Linked DNA regions of Sus scrofa: all the other regions are linked to region 2. A link is a contact called in public targeted proximity ligation data. All regions are on one chromosome and are shown on one strand. The core of a region is the stretch at or near the end of the contact, and the rest is flanking DNA. Distances in the headings are between cores, read along the strand shown. Region 1 overlaps NSMCE2 (E3 SUMO-protein ligase NSE2). Region 2 overlaps NSMCE2 (E3 SUMO-protein ligase NSE2). Region 3 has its middle 190 kb from the start of TRIB1.

Region 1 (4,664 bases), core at 2,115-4,614, 170 kb before region 2:
TTGAATTTCATTTCTTTCTGGGCCTTTTTTCTTTTTTTTTTTTTTTTAAGGGAACTTTCTGTCACATAATATATAGCGTTCCTTAAAATAGTGAAAAATTCTTACATGCATATCTCATGGACTAGAGTAATACACCAAGTCAGTTTAATTATTTTTCCTACCCTTTCTTTCATCTTAAAGTAATCATTTAGTTTTCTTCTAATACAGAATGATATTTAGAAAGGCCAAGTCAGTGTTACTTGAAATTGGAAACAATAGCCAGGAATAGTTTGATGTGATTGCACCCCCCAGTTGATTTCCAGACGTCCTGACTTGCTTGCTTTTTACTTTCTCCTTAACTGACATCCAGGGGTCCCACATGCTCCAGTACCTGCCTTCCAGCTGCCTCATCTATTTGCGTTTCTTGGAATGTTACTGGTACCAAGGAGCAAAGCCACTCCACGCATCAGGTACTCTGTCACCCTGAGGCTTATTTTTGCCCCCGCCATGACACCGGAGCCAGTAATGACACATGAAGCACTAAATCGGAGCTCTCAATGGACTAGATCCTGGGTGTGCTCGGGACATCCCTCTTACAGAATCAAAATTAAACTGAGCTCATGAGGGGTAGTTACACCGTGTCTTCAAAAGCCTCAGCAAAAATGTCAGAAGCTCAGTTTTTTTTCTTAGGAGAAATTCTTAAGATGTGACTGAAAGCACCTCGAAATGACGTAGGTAGAGTTAGACCATGTCCTGCCACATTTTCTGTAATAGTAATGGTATTTTCTGCCATCATATGGAATGAAAGTGCTCTGCCTTGGAAGGTAAAGTGTGTGTGATTCCATGACAGTAGTACATTGTTTGGTGTTAATGTTCCATTTAACGACTGAGTTTTCTTCTCTCCCTCTCCAGGGAGAAGCTGTGTGACCTTAAGCAGGTTCGCAAAATGAACTTAGTAGTATCTGTCCCTGCCTATCACAGAGTGATTGCTTGATTAAAAAATGCGATAACATATGTGAAAGCCCTTGAGAGGTAAAAGTGCCGTATAAAGGCAAGGGCTCAGCGTTCTGTCCTGTTAACTTTTAACTTCTTTCTCCTGTCACGGAAATGTCTACCACATTTAAATTGGTGATCTCTTGTAAACCACCTAAACTCGGAATAAGTGGTCATAGGTGGCTTGGGCTGTCTCCTCCCATTCATTTTCTCATGCCCCAGCTTGAACTGGAAGGATAAATGTGTAGATTTTACATTCATTTTTGGTCCTTAATTTAGTCATCTTTTTGGTAAATGTTTATTTCTGTCTTCCCTCCCTACCCCTTTTCTCCGCCTCACCACCTCCCAAGAGTTTGGTGGAAATCTCACGTAACAGTTCAACAAGTGACTAATGTAGATTGGGCTTGCTTAGTCTCTGAGTCACTTTATTATGAAACACTTAAACTTGAACATCTATCGGTAACAATGAGGAAATAATATAAAACAATTTATACTTTCTGATCTGATGGTTTTAGTGACTAACTCATCAGGCAACAATGAAGAAGGAAATTAATGAACATTCACAAAGCCAGATGAAATTATGTTAAAAGTCCGTCTCAGTAAATCACAATCACCTTCACTTCCTTCTCCCCATTTCTCAGCAGCTGGTGTTTCGTTGATAAGAGTGTTGGGCTAGGAAATAAAGATCTGGCTTCTAATCCTCTTTCTGCCAGGCTGTGACCTTGGACAAGTCACGTAAACCTCTGTACTTCAGCTTCCTCATTTCTAAAATGGGAGTAAGAATAGTATTTTTCCTATGCCCCTCACCGGGCAATGGTAGATAAAAGAGAATGTGTTGTAACAAAAAAAGGAAAAAAAGTGAAAGATGGCATATAGTTATTAGACCTTGCCTGTCCTCATCGGACATCTGATATCTGAATGGCCACAGCACCAAAGGGTGAAGGAAGATCAGAAGGGAGTCGCTGTTAGCTCTTGGAGCTGGAAAGAGAAAAGATAGACTCCCAGCGTTTGGATTCCTGAATTGAATCCTGGAATGCAGTTTCCCATCGAAATAACATTGTGGCTAGGTTTCCAGGCTAGCCAATTAAAAAAAAAAAAAAAAAAAGATTTAATCATAAGCAGTGCATTGTGATCCAGTTTCAATAAAACTGTAACAAAGCCCATGTGTGGGATAGGTATCAGTTTGGTGATTCATTTGTTCTGGAGGCCTAGCCTAGTGGATGTTAGTGAATTCAATTCTCTGACTTCCCTGGTTATTTGATATCTGCCTGCAGGCTGTTGATGGTTTGCTTAAACCAGATTTGGAAATGTCATCAGTTTCTTCTTTCAGTGCCCTGGCCCTTTGACGAAAAAAGTCTGAAACCAACTCTCTTTGCCCCGGGTGAGGGGTGAGGAGCCCTCCTGGAATCCTGACCCCTTGAATCATCACAGTAACCTACCCAGTTAGTAAGGAGGATATGATGGACTCTGAGCCCCAGGAAGGTTAAGGGACATGCTTGGGTCACATGCTTAGTCTCAAGGTGTGACTTGAACCTTGGTTTTTTTGATATGTAATTCAAGGCTCTTTTCATGACATCTCCATGCCTCAGGACAGATGTAGTTTGTTGAATTCACTTTGAGTTGTAGTTTTCAGTTGGGAGTAAGAGTGCTTTTGTCTAACCTTGGTTATAAAATATGCTTAAAATCTTACACATAAATTTTCCACAGGTGGAGTTCCTGTCATGACTCCGTGGTTAAAGAACCAGACTAGTATCCATGAGGACATGGGATCGATCCCTGGCCTCACTCAGTGGGTTAAGAATCTGGCATTGCCGTGAGCTGTGGTGTAGGTCACAGACACGGCTTGGATCTGGTGTGGCTGTGGCTGCGGCTTAGGCCAGCGGCTACAGCTCTGATTGGACCTCTAGCCCAGGCATCTCCATGTGCTGCTGATGCGGCCCTAGGAAGACGAAAAGACAAAAATAAATAAATAAATAAATTTTCCACAGATAAAGGTTTAAGAGTAAATGAGAAGTAACTCTTCACACTCACTTGACATGCATAAGAAGGGATTCTGTTAATATTAAAGAACTACTTGAGGAAAAGAATATTTTGTTTATGAAACCATTATATTAAAAAGGAGGTATATTCAGTCTTCCCATAATAATAATAATAAACCTACATAATTAACCTACCATTTCTCTAGTGCTTGCTATGCTCTAGGCAGTAGTCTAAGTTGCATTTGTTAACGTAAGTTGAGGAACTGCTTTTTTCTTGCCAGCTTAGACTACAGATTTATTCATGATCAGATTTTAGAAGCAGTGGGGGAGAAGTCTCTCCATGGAAGAAGGCAGTGGTATGGCCAGTAGGTGGCATTTAATGGAGCATGTGAGGCATATTTCACTGGGGTGGTGGAAAGAATACTGCAACTGGGGTCAGAAGTCGTAGACTCATCCTTGCTCCTCCACTGTCTCATTGTGTGACACTGGATGAGCGACTCATCCTCTTAAGGTCATCAGTTTCTTTATTGGTAAAAAGAGGGTAATGATACCATGTGGGGCTGTCGCGAGGATGAAGTGAGAGAGTGAGGCTTCATGTGGTCGGCATGGAGAAAATAGTAATTGCTTTTAATCTCCATGCACCAGGTGGTTATGAAGTTAAGTTGGAGAGCAGAATATGAAAGCTGGTTTATGCATTTTTTAATGTCATCCAATTTAAGATGGTATTTTCCTCTAACTGCCGCCTTCTTTAGTACTTCAGAGTAAAATGTGCGGGGAATCAAGGAAAACAGGTTATGGCTAGAAGATCTGGATTTTACAGGGTGGCCACCAGGTCTAGAACATAGGTGGACACACAATAAATGGCTTAATGGTATACTATTACAGCACATTTTGAAATCATTTTGTTTGTGCTTTCAGACCTGGTGACCACCTTGTCGTTTCAGCTCTGTCACCATTCAGTGTTTGGTTCAAGGAAGTTATTCAATCTCTCTGGGCAACGAGAATCAAATTAAATGAATGATTCTAAAAAATGGACTATAGACTTGAAGAAAGAGGAAGAGGTGGTCTTTTCCAACCCGCATTCCCCTTGGATGATAAAACACCAGGTCCTGGGGGCAGAGCCTCCTTGCCTGCCTGCTTGCATCTCTCACAAGTGTCCTATCTTAATAAATCTATTTCTTGCCTATCAAGAAAACATAAAAAATGTACTATCTACTGTGAAGCACCAAACTGTTTTTTTATTTTGATTATTGTTATTTTCTTGTGGTACAGTGGCTTCGATTAGATTAACGATGGAGAGAATTCATTTGCATTGAGTCAGGAAACTTTTCTCCCAGGAGATGAAGCAGAAGGCCAAAGCAGTTTGATAGTTTTAGGAGTGGGAAGTAATTTCAAATGTCAGGAAGCCAAATGAATTATAGAGAAGGCAACATCAGTGAATTTGATAGTCTGCTAGATGGGAATGAATGGAGCAGTAAAGGATAAAGAGCATTAATAAACCACCGGATTATTAGTAATTCCAGAGTCTTTATTGTATTGGGTGAGATGTGATAACCGAGGAAATGATCCAGCCTGATGTCCTTGGATTGACCTCATACTGTGCAGTAGATCTGTGGTCTGACCTAAAGACAAGGGATTTGAAGTTGGACTTCCTGTTTATCCGAATCCTCACGGAACTTATGCATGTTAGAAGCTAACTTATGGATTTAAAGA
Region 2 (4,391 bases), core at 1,156-3,655:
TCTAAACTGGGTGTCTAGAGGCGTGGTGATGTGACAAGCGAGCAGAGAGGGAATAAGAGAGAAACACATGAAGGAAGTTTGGGTCATGCTCATAAACAAGTTTGAGGTCCTGGCAATACAGCCGTTTGCAAGTATCCAGGAGGTGCAGAAAATGTGGGTATTTGAATTCAGGAGAAAGCTCTGAGGCTACAGACCCACTCCTCTGCCAGCACAAATGTAGCTCTAGACCGGATGGGACAGCCCACTGAAAGCCCCAAGACGGGGACGTTGGCTAGGCTGAGCCATGCTGCCAACGTGATATAGACCCACAGAAAAGCATGGCACTCATTAATGAAAGAGCAGTCGGGGGAAGGAGACTCCAGCCAGGCAGTCTAACACCGCCAGGAGGAAGGGGACAGGAGCCGAGAGTACCACAGGAGCCAGCGGGGAGTTGGGAGGTCCTTGAAGACCAGGTACATTGCATTTGGCCACAGGGTAGAATCCAGGGCCTCTTCAAAACCTACTCCAGAGGTTCCTGATTAAAAATGAATTAGTGTCATTCCCCAGGATGCATGTTAGGGCGATGAGCAGTTCTGGGTTCCCTTTGTTTAAAAAACGGCTGTGACACATCCACTTTGAGAACCCTCAGTTCTTCCTCGTGGTTGCTTCCGATGATGTTTTGTTAGACGGAGTTCCAGGCACACTGCATTACTGGGCGCTGACTCCATGTTCCTGTCTGTGTTTGGGTCTCTTAGAAGACCTGTCTCCACTGGCTTAAGTCAGAATAAAAGTGTTGGGACTTTAGCCCTAACTAAATAAATACAGTCGTTAGAATAATTTCCTAAAGCACGTCACTTACTAACCGGGCTGTTTATTATCTTATTAATAAAGCTGCCCTATGGTTCTCATATTATAAGATATTTCCAGTTATCCACAGCCAGTGCTTTCCTTTTTTTGGTTTAAGATTGGGAAGCACCCTAACAAACAGTCGAGTTTAAGAGCATGGAGAGTAAAGTTCAGTTGAACAGAAATGTGTCGTCAGACAGCAGGACTCCACCATCGTGCTCGGAGTCCCTGTTTAAACTGTTTACCAACAAGTCAGTTGACCTCTCAGAGCCTCCATTTCTTCATCTGCAAAGTGGAAATAGCAACAGCATCTCACAGAATTTCATGATCCAAGGAACAGTGGGGAATTCCAGTCTAGGTCTGGACCAGCAAGTTTCTTGGCAGTGGAGAAGCAAACCACTTAGGAGAAAGCTCTTTTGAGACTACAGAGCGTTGAGCAAATAGCAGTCGGGTTACTGAGGTCGAGACCGTTCATGTTTTTATTACTCACCTCACTGCTTAGCGACACATTATTTTAGACTCAGAGGATGTAGGGTAGCATTACTCTGTGTGTAGGTATGATGGGAATCTGTCCCACTCGGATTTCCAGAGGTAGCTATAGTCCTGCGTTCTAGAACTTTCTAGAACTGGGTTGAACCTTGGAATTCTTGGAGCCCAGGTCCAGGAGCTCTTAGACTCAGAATCCTGTACTTTTGAACTGATGCTGAGACCAAGGTCCCCTACAGCCTGAGGGACCCCTAAGACCTTGGGTCCCTTTGTTCAGCAGACACATGCTTGATCGCTGCTGCGGTGGAATGTTCTGCCCTGTCGGTGACCCGAGTTCAGGACCCAGCCTCTCCTTCCAGGCCTCTGGGTCTGACTCCTGCAAGCAATGACGTGAGAGCTTAAGACTGGGTATTGCCACACCTGTCTTGCTCACCGGGATGTCGCGGGGATTAATGCCCAGATGCTTATAGAGAGTGTTCTTTCTCGAGAAGAGGAGTGCCCTGATTCAGTATCATGTCATTAGGATCTGGTCTTAGCCTCTTCAGTTTAGAAACTTGTGTTTGTTTATTTGAGACGGGGTGAGAAACAGGGTTCTCTCCCAGCCCCTGCATCAACCTCTCCTCCAGGCCTCGCCCCCACGCTCCCTCGGTGCCCCTGAGCCTGTGTCCGTGTCCCCCCGGCATTGTCCGAGGGGCTGGTGGCTCTTCTCCACAAGGTTCTTGAGAACAGACGTTGTGTGCTAGAGCAGGAACCGTTTGTGGTAGCACCTGAGTGAGTCCCTGGACCCTTGTCCCATGTCCTGCTTATTTCTCAGGACAAGCCTATGCTCTGCCTTCACAGAGGAGGAAACTGAGGCCCATTAATGAAGTCACTCACCCAGAGTGTCACAGCCAGAGGTTAGAGCCCAGGTTCTTTTCACTCTGGAGCCTGTATTTGAGTCATTAGGCCGTTGGCTCCCCTTGGGACAGCTTTTCGGTTAATGCCTCTGTCCCCAGAGTCGATCCGCCAAGTGAGCTCAGACCTCTTGGCCTGACACTGGTTCCATCCCACTGAGATAATCTGCAACTGATCGGTGTGGTTAATCCCATCACGCATTCTCAGAATGCTCTCATTTACTGACTGAAACCACTGATGTCATCAGGAAGTCCTCCCCACCTCACTCTCCACTTCCCTAAAACAGCTTATTCACTGTCTGGCTATTGGTGCTAAAGACTGTGTTCTGTGGAGGTGGGGGCGGGGGGGGGGGCACAGTCAGAGACGATGATCTGCGAGTCGATAAGCCTTAGCTGAGGGTCATCCCAGCAACCGACTTCGAGGTGCATTTCCGCTTCACGGAAGTTGAGGTCATGAACGGTGCCTCTTCCAAAGTCAGGAAAGTGTCCCTGTCCTTCTTATAATTGCATCTTATTTACTTTCACACTGAAAGAAGAATCCACTTTGAGACAGCAGGATGTTTGGAACAGGCGTCAAACACCTCGAACGCAAAGCCAAATCATCAGAACCATGCACGCTTGCATCGTCTTTCATAGGATCACCTTCCGTTAGTCATATTGTAACACCTACCCCTGATCATAGGAGGTCATTTCAGTATTTTAAAAATAAATAATGTTAGCAAACATATTATTCATTCCATTGAGTAAATGCCCCTCTAATATCAAGCTACCTTGGTCCAGAAATCAAGACCAAGAAAAAGATTCTCTTTTGTGTTGACCTGCTGAGCTTTCCACTGCTGAGCTCCCATGATCAGCTTTCTTCCCCTTCTGGTGTGTAGCTTTGGTCTTGTATTTGTTGTTTTTGATCTTAATATACTTGTGCTTTTTGGAGAGTTGTCTCAGATCACTGGGCTGGAGCTCTGTGTGGGGCAGGAAAACTATATTTGTATTTCACAGTTGGACGCTTAGAACCTAGCACAGGGCCAATCACATAAAAGAGTCAAATGATGCATTGAATGTGCACATGTCTGTGCTGGAGGTGTGCAAGCTACGGGCAGATCAGCAACTTTAATCCTGATCGTGAAGACCCGTGGTCAGGAAACAAGTGATAATCGTAGGAGATGGTGAAGGGAATGAATGTCATGGAGAATGGTGTTGCCTGGAGCCCTGGGAAATTTGGATTCTGTCCCTATTTTAAATCTGAGGACACAGAGGCTCCAGAAGGTAAAGTGAGTTGTCTATGGTCTTGTAACTGTAAGTAGGCGCTCCACTCAACCAAAGTCTGGTTCATGTTGAGAAGAAATCAGGTGACTTCATCCAACCCTCTGCCTTCAGAGGAGACCACATCTAAACAGAACCATGACTCACCCACTGATTTCTTCAGCCACAGCTTTTCCCCTGAGTCCCCATCACCCCACTCAGTCTCTCCACCGAGAGGACTGACCAGTGAGCATTTCAGAGAGAACATAAAGCAACAGGGACTCCTGATTCCATCCCAACCTGGATTCCCAGTTGTTTCCATGGAGACAAGGGGTGCCACCAGTCTCCCTTCAGCTCCAGCCAAACTCTTTGAACGAAGGTCATCCCTTTCCTTTACCCTCCACGTTCAAGTCCTTCAGCAAGTCCCACAGCTCCTACTTCCGGTTGTGTCCGGAAGCCGATCACTGCTACACCCTCATCCAAGCTCTCCCTCCTCTCTTCCCAGCTTCGCCTCTGCCCGTGTTCCCCATTAAGCAGCCAGAGACATGTTTTCCAAACTTAAGCCAAATCCCCTCCCTCTGCTGTCTCCACTCCTCCACTCTTTTCTAGTTGAAATAAAATCCAAAGCCCCACACCCTCCAACCAAATCTCCAGATGCCCCTCTCCTTGCCCTGGGCATTCCAGCCACACTGACCTTGCTCTACTCCTGGGCACCAAACAGCTCCTTCCTTGGCTTATACACGTGCTGCTGCCTCAGCCCAGGCCGCATGCAGCCCTTTTTCTTGATAAGAGCTTCTCGGTGAGCCTTGCCTGACCCCAGCTGGATAAGCCTCAGCCCACACTCTCTCCCTTGACCCTGCTTTTTAGCCTTTGTAGCACTTAATGCCACCTGATCCCACAGCAAGCATCTCTTTGGTGACTTAGCAGTGATCTCTCTCCCCCACTGGA
Region 3 (4,686 bases), core at 1,074-3,573, 250 kb after region 2:
ACCGGTGAAAGTCAGCTGCCGCTACTGGTGCCTGAGATTCAGTTGTGCTGGAGACTCTTTAAGAGGCAATAATGGCTGATCTCAGAATTGCCTTCCCTGAGGATGAGGTAGCTGGGGTATTTATCTTCTAATCCTTGTCTGTCTTAGTTGGATCACTCATGGAAGGGTCTCCCTGGCCTGCCCTGAGAGCAGGCTGAGTGCACTCCTGTGGCAGAGAAAGAACTCAGACCAAGAGATGCAAGGGTTTGGGGGAAGAAGGCAGAAGAGTGTTAAATTGCAGGTGACCTGTGGGATGGGCTGATGAGCTGAAGGTAGGACATTGGTGTGTGTGAAGGGCAATCGCAATATCCACAAAGAACAAGGTGGAGTTCCTGTCATGGCGCAGTGGTTAATGAATCTGACTGGGAACCATGAGGTTGCGGGTTTGATCCCTGGCCTTGCTCACTGGGTTAAGGATCTGGCATTGCTGTGAGTTGTGGTGTAGGTTGCAGACGTGGCTTGGATCCTGCGTTGCTGTGGCTCTGGCGTAGGCAGGAAGCTATAGCTCCGATTGGACCCCTAGCCTGGGAATTTCCATATGCCGAGGGTGTGGCCCTAGAAAAGGCAAAAAGACAAAAAAAAAAAAAAAAAAGAGTAAGAGCCTACAAGAAGATACACTCCTTTTCAAGCATATTGAGTAACCAGGGTTCGTTGGGAGAAACAGTCTTCCAGGTCAGGAGACACCATAACACTGATGCAAACCAAGATGCTATTAGAGTCAGGGACCACAGGCGCCCATGCCAACTTGCATCAGAATCCCAACCTCTGGCCTCTCTTGGCTAGCTGCCTTTCATTGGTTGGACCCTGGTCCTGCTGATGACCAGATGGCAATGGAAAGACTAGGGAGGTACAAGGCAGGACCCCAGAGAGGATTTTGAGGCCATGACAAACCAGATGCCTCTCTGACTTTTAGAGCATTCTGGCTATAACAGGTATACTTTGCTTTTAAAACATGGCAAGTAGCTGAGATTGTTAAGAATAAAAATGAGGAGTTCCCGTTGTGGTGCAGCAGAAATAAATCCGATTAGGAACCATGAGGTTGCCGGTTCAATCCCTGGCCTCGCTCAGTGGGTTAAGGATCCGGCATTGCCGTGAGCTGTGGTGTAGGTCGCATATGCGGCTCGGATCCTGCATTGCTGTGGCTGTGGTGTAGGCCAGTGGCTACAGCTCTGTTTAGACCTCTAGCCGGGTAACCTCCATATGCCATGGGTGCGGCCCTAGAAAAAAAACAAAAGACAAAAAGACACACACACACACACAAAAAGAAGAGTAAAAATGAACTTCCGTGTCCTGGAAGGAAGGGAGTTGGTCAAATACTAAAAGTCAAACCTAATCCCTTAGCAGGCAGGCTGTGAACAGCTAAAGAACGGGGAATTGCTTTTCAAGCTCAGATCTCTCATATGAGCAATGCCATTAATAATTGCTGATATTTAATAAGTGGTTACCACGTGCCGGGCTCTCGGCTCTGCTTTTGATGCACCTGACCTCACAATAACCCAGCTGGAGAGGAATTTTGAATTATCTCCAAATCTCATATGCAGGAAGTGAGACTTAGGTCCTGGGACTAGCACAGAACTGGGATCTGAAGTCAGGTACAGAAGTTCTGTAAGATGACTGCTAAAATGGATGCCCTCTGCAATGGTTTGCATAGAAGGGGGCCAAGGAATAACCATGTTGTTAGGTTGGGGTCTTGTGTTCTTGATGTCGCAAAGGGCAGATGCCAAGTCACTGCGTGGATGTGTTAAGTGTCCATGGATGCTGAATTGTTGGAAGAGTCCCTGTGGACCACTCCATGCCCTAACATCCCAAATGTGGGTCCAGACTTCCCGGGAGCACTCCAGCTTCCATGGAATGGGAGGCTCTGGGATGATGGTGTCCTGGGAATTGGGTGACTGAGCTGCTCATTTTGGGTTCCACCCTTTGCTGGCTGTTTGACTTCAGGCAAGGGACTTAGTCACCAGGGAACCTACTTTTCTCATCTGTAAGATGAGGATAATGAGACCTGACTCCTGCCTTCCTCACAGGGAAGCTTCCTGAGATCACCTCACCAGCGTCTTTTGATCTGCTTGAAAGAATCCTTAATTGCCTGGCCAGGCACCTGAGCAGCTGGGCGAAAGTTTTATGACCTGAGATTCCCACAACCCATAATCTGAATGCACCCAGAAGCTCTCTGAGGTTTTCAGTGATGGATTCGGCTGGCAAGCGCTCTGCCAGGCCATCAACAGAGATGTCTCAGAGCCTTAGTCATATAATAGGTGGTTTCCCAAGGCTTCCACTTATTCACGTAGTATTTCTCAAGAGCTCCTCTGCATACAAGGCAATTTCTCACCCCTCCCCAGACCTGGCCACAGCAGTGGTGTCTGGCATCATGGCATACTGCCAACTCTCCAGGACAGTGCCCAGCCACCTTAGCCAGAGCTTGGATGTGCTCTGTGCTCTCTGGTTCCTGTTTCTAAAAGGCTTCTTCAGGAGTTCCCATAGTGGCTCAGTGGGTTAGGAACCCAGCTAGTATCCATAAGAATGTAGGTTTGATCCCTGGCCTCGCTCAGTGGGTTGAGGATCCAGCATTGCCACGAGCAGTGGTATAGGTCACAGACACGATTCAGATCCCACGTTGCTGTGGCTGTGATGTCGGCTGGCAGCTGCAGCTCTGATTCCATCCCTAGCCCGGACAATTCCGCATGCCATAGGTGCGGCCCTAAAAAGCAAAAAAAAAAAAAAAAAAAAAAAAAAGAAGAAGGACTTCTGAGAGTTCCCTGGTGGCTCAGTGGGTTAAGGATCTGGCATTGCCACTGTGCCTTGGGTTGCTGCTGTGGCACAGGTTCATTTCCGGGCCCAGGAACTTCCACATGCCACAGGCATGGACAAAAAGAAAAAATAAAACAAAACAAAACAAAATAAAATAATGATCTCAGTGTGAAAGAAGGTGGGGAAAGTTGGGGAGACTGACATGACTATGGCAGTTCATGGCTTTTGGGGGAGCCCAGTGTCTGAAGGCCCTGGTTATGCTGGTTTAGGTGCCTGCGCCTTATCCTGGAAGAGAAGGAACTGGAAGCAGGAAAGTCACGTGGTCTCTACCTTCCTGACTGAGCAATCTGGCAGGTATTCTCAGACTCCCAGGCCTTTGCCAGGCTAGTGTCTATCCCCCCACCACCTCTCCATCCCTCCCCTGCATCTCCCCATTCTCCTCCTGCTGTGGTTCTACCATCTTTCATGGTCCCCTTTAAGTGCCATCTGGATCGGAGTCAAAATTCATTGTTCCTTCCTCTGGGAACTCAGAGTCCATTACTTTCAGGTTCTGCTTACTGCAGCCCACCTTATATTTTATGTCAGTTGCACCTGTTGTTTCCCTCACTGGACTGAAAGTTCCCTAAAGGGTGTGTTAACCCTGGAACATTGATGTCTGCATTTCCCACAGCACTTAGCATCCAATGCTCTGAGCCAGGCCTTTCTCAAGCTCCAGTGCCTCTGCTTATTAGCAATGTGATCTTGGACAAGTCACTTTATCTCTAAGACTTCGCGTCGTCTCATCTATAAGATGGGGATAATGATTTTTATTGCATAGGATAATTGTGAGGATTAAGTAAAGTACTCGTTAGCACCCAATAAACATCAGTTGCCCTCCTCTGCTCTCTGGCTCATAAAGATTGCTGCAACATCTTGGGAGAGCATCCCTGAGTGGGGAGGGGCTCACTTTTCCTGTGAGGCCAGGGGAAGCGTCTGGTGCAAATATGAGATCTCATCTGCACCTGCTTGCTGAGCATCTGGGAGGAAAGGCAGCATATCCATGTTATTGCCTGGAGCCTTGGTTATCAGTGGCAGTTGATGCCACTCATTCTACTCTGATCATTTTCTTTTTGACACGTTCCCTGGAACACTTATCCTTAATGTAAACAAACAAACAAACAAACAAACAAAAAATGCTGGAAAGAAATTGCCAAAACGAGTTAAATCATGTGAGTGTCCTGGTCTAGGATTATGCCCTAAACCAAGGTGGGCTCTCAGGGAGAGGAGAAACAGGGGTCTGCCTGAGCCTTGCCCATTTCTACCTGGTTGCTGCTCAGCCTGTGTACAGAATCTGCTCTGAGATGACAAGCGTCATTGTCATGGCTGTGGTTGTCCTTGACATTAGCAGCCTCCTTCTCCTTCTCTCATCTGCCATTTAGGTGGGAGAAGGACAGAACCCCACCTCCTCACCTCCCTGGCCAATCTCCGTAGCCTCCATCTGCATGCATCGCCGCATCAGTCCCTGGCCTGCTTTTGCACAAACCTGATCCTTACAGCCACCCTGTGAAGCAGGTAGAAAAACTGCTGTCATCTTCATAGGTGAGGAATCAGGTGCAAAGAAGTACAACGACTCGCCCAAGTCACTGCGCAAGCTGGGAAGGGAGTGGGGCACAGGCAGACCTGGGGCTGGGTCTCAGGTGGCTTGAAGCCTGAAGAAGGCTGTTTGAAAGAAAGGACTGCCTTGTCTCTCTTGGCAGCCAGCCCTGGTTCCTCTTGATAGAATGAGGATTTTTCTTTTTCTTTTTTTTCTTTTTTTTTTTTTGTCTTTTTAGGGCCACACCCACAGCACATGGAAGTTCCCAGTCTAGGGGCTGAATCAGAGCTGCAGCTGCTGGCCAACACCACAGCCATGGGTATCTG

What was found.
Region 1: a targeted proximity ligation map of alveolar macrophages shows a contact between it and region 2. A contact is called at or near these places in 2 of 47 Hi-C or Micro-C datasets (embryonic fibroblasts and skeletal muscle) and 2 of 2 datasets of targeted methods (alveolar macrophages and skeletal muscle).
Region 3: a contact with region 2 is called in a targeted proximity ligation map of alveolar macrophages. A contact is called at or near these places in 3 of 47 Hi-C or Micro-C datasets (embryonic fibroblasts and skeletal muscle) and 1 of 2 datasets of targeted methods (alveolar macrophages).

What each region holds. Positions count from the first base shown.
Region 1 is chr4:14,533,916-14,538,579 of Sscrofa11.1, reverse strand. The region is part of intron 3 of NSMCE2 (E3 SUMO-protein ligase NSE2); the gene reads left to right. Among named protein-coding and RNA genes, the nearest start is that of WASHC5, 62 kb to the left of the region's middle.
Region 2 is chr4:14,360,280-14,364,670 of Sscrofa11.1, reverse strand. The region is part of intron 6 of NSMCE2 (E3 SUMO-protein ligase NSE2); the gene reads left to right. Among named protein-coding and RNA genes, the nearest start is that of TRIB1, 64 kb to the right of the region's middle.
Region 3 is chr4:14,106,113-14,110,798 of Sscrofa11.1, reverse strand. No RefSeq gene overlaps it. Among named protein-coding and RNA genes, the nearest start is that of TRIB1, 190 kb to the left of the region's middle.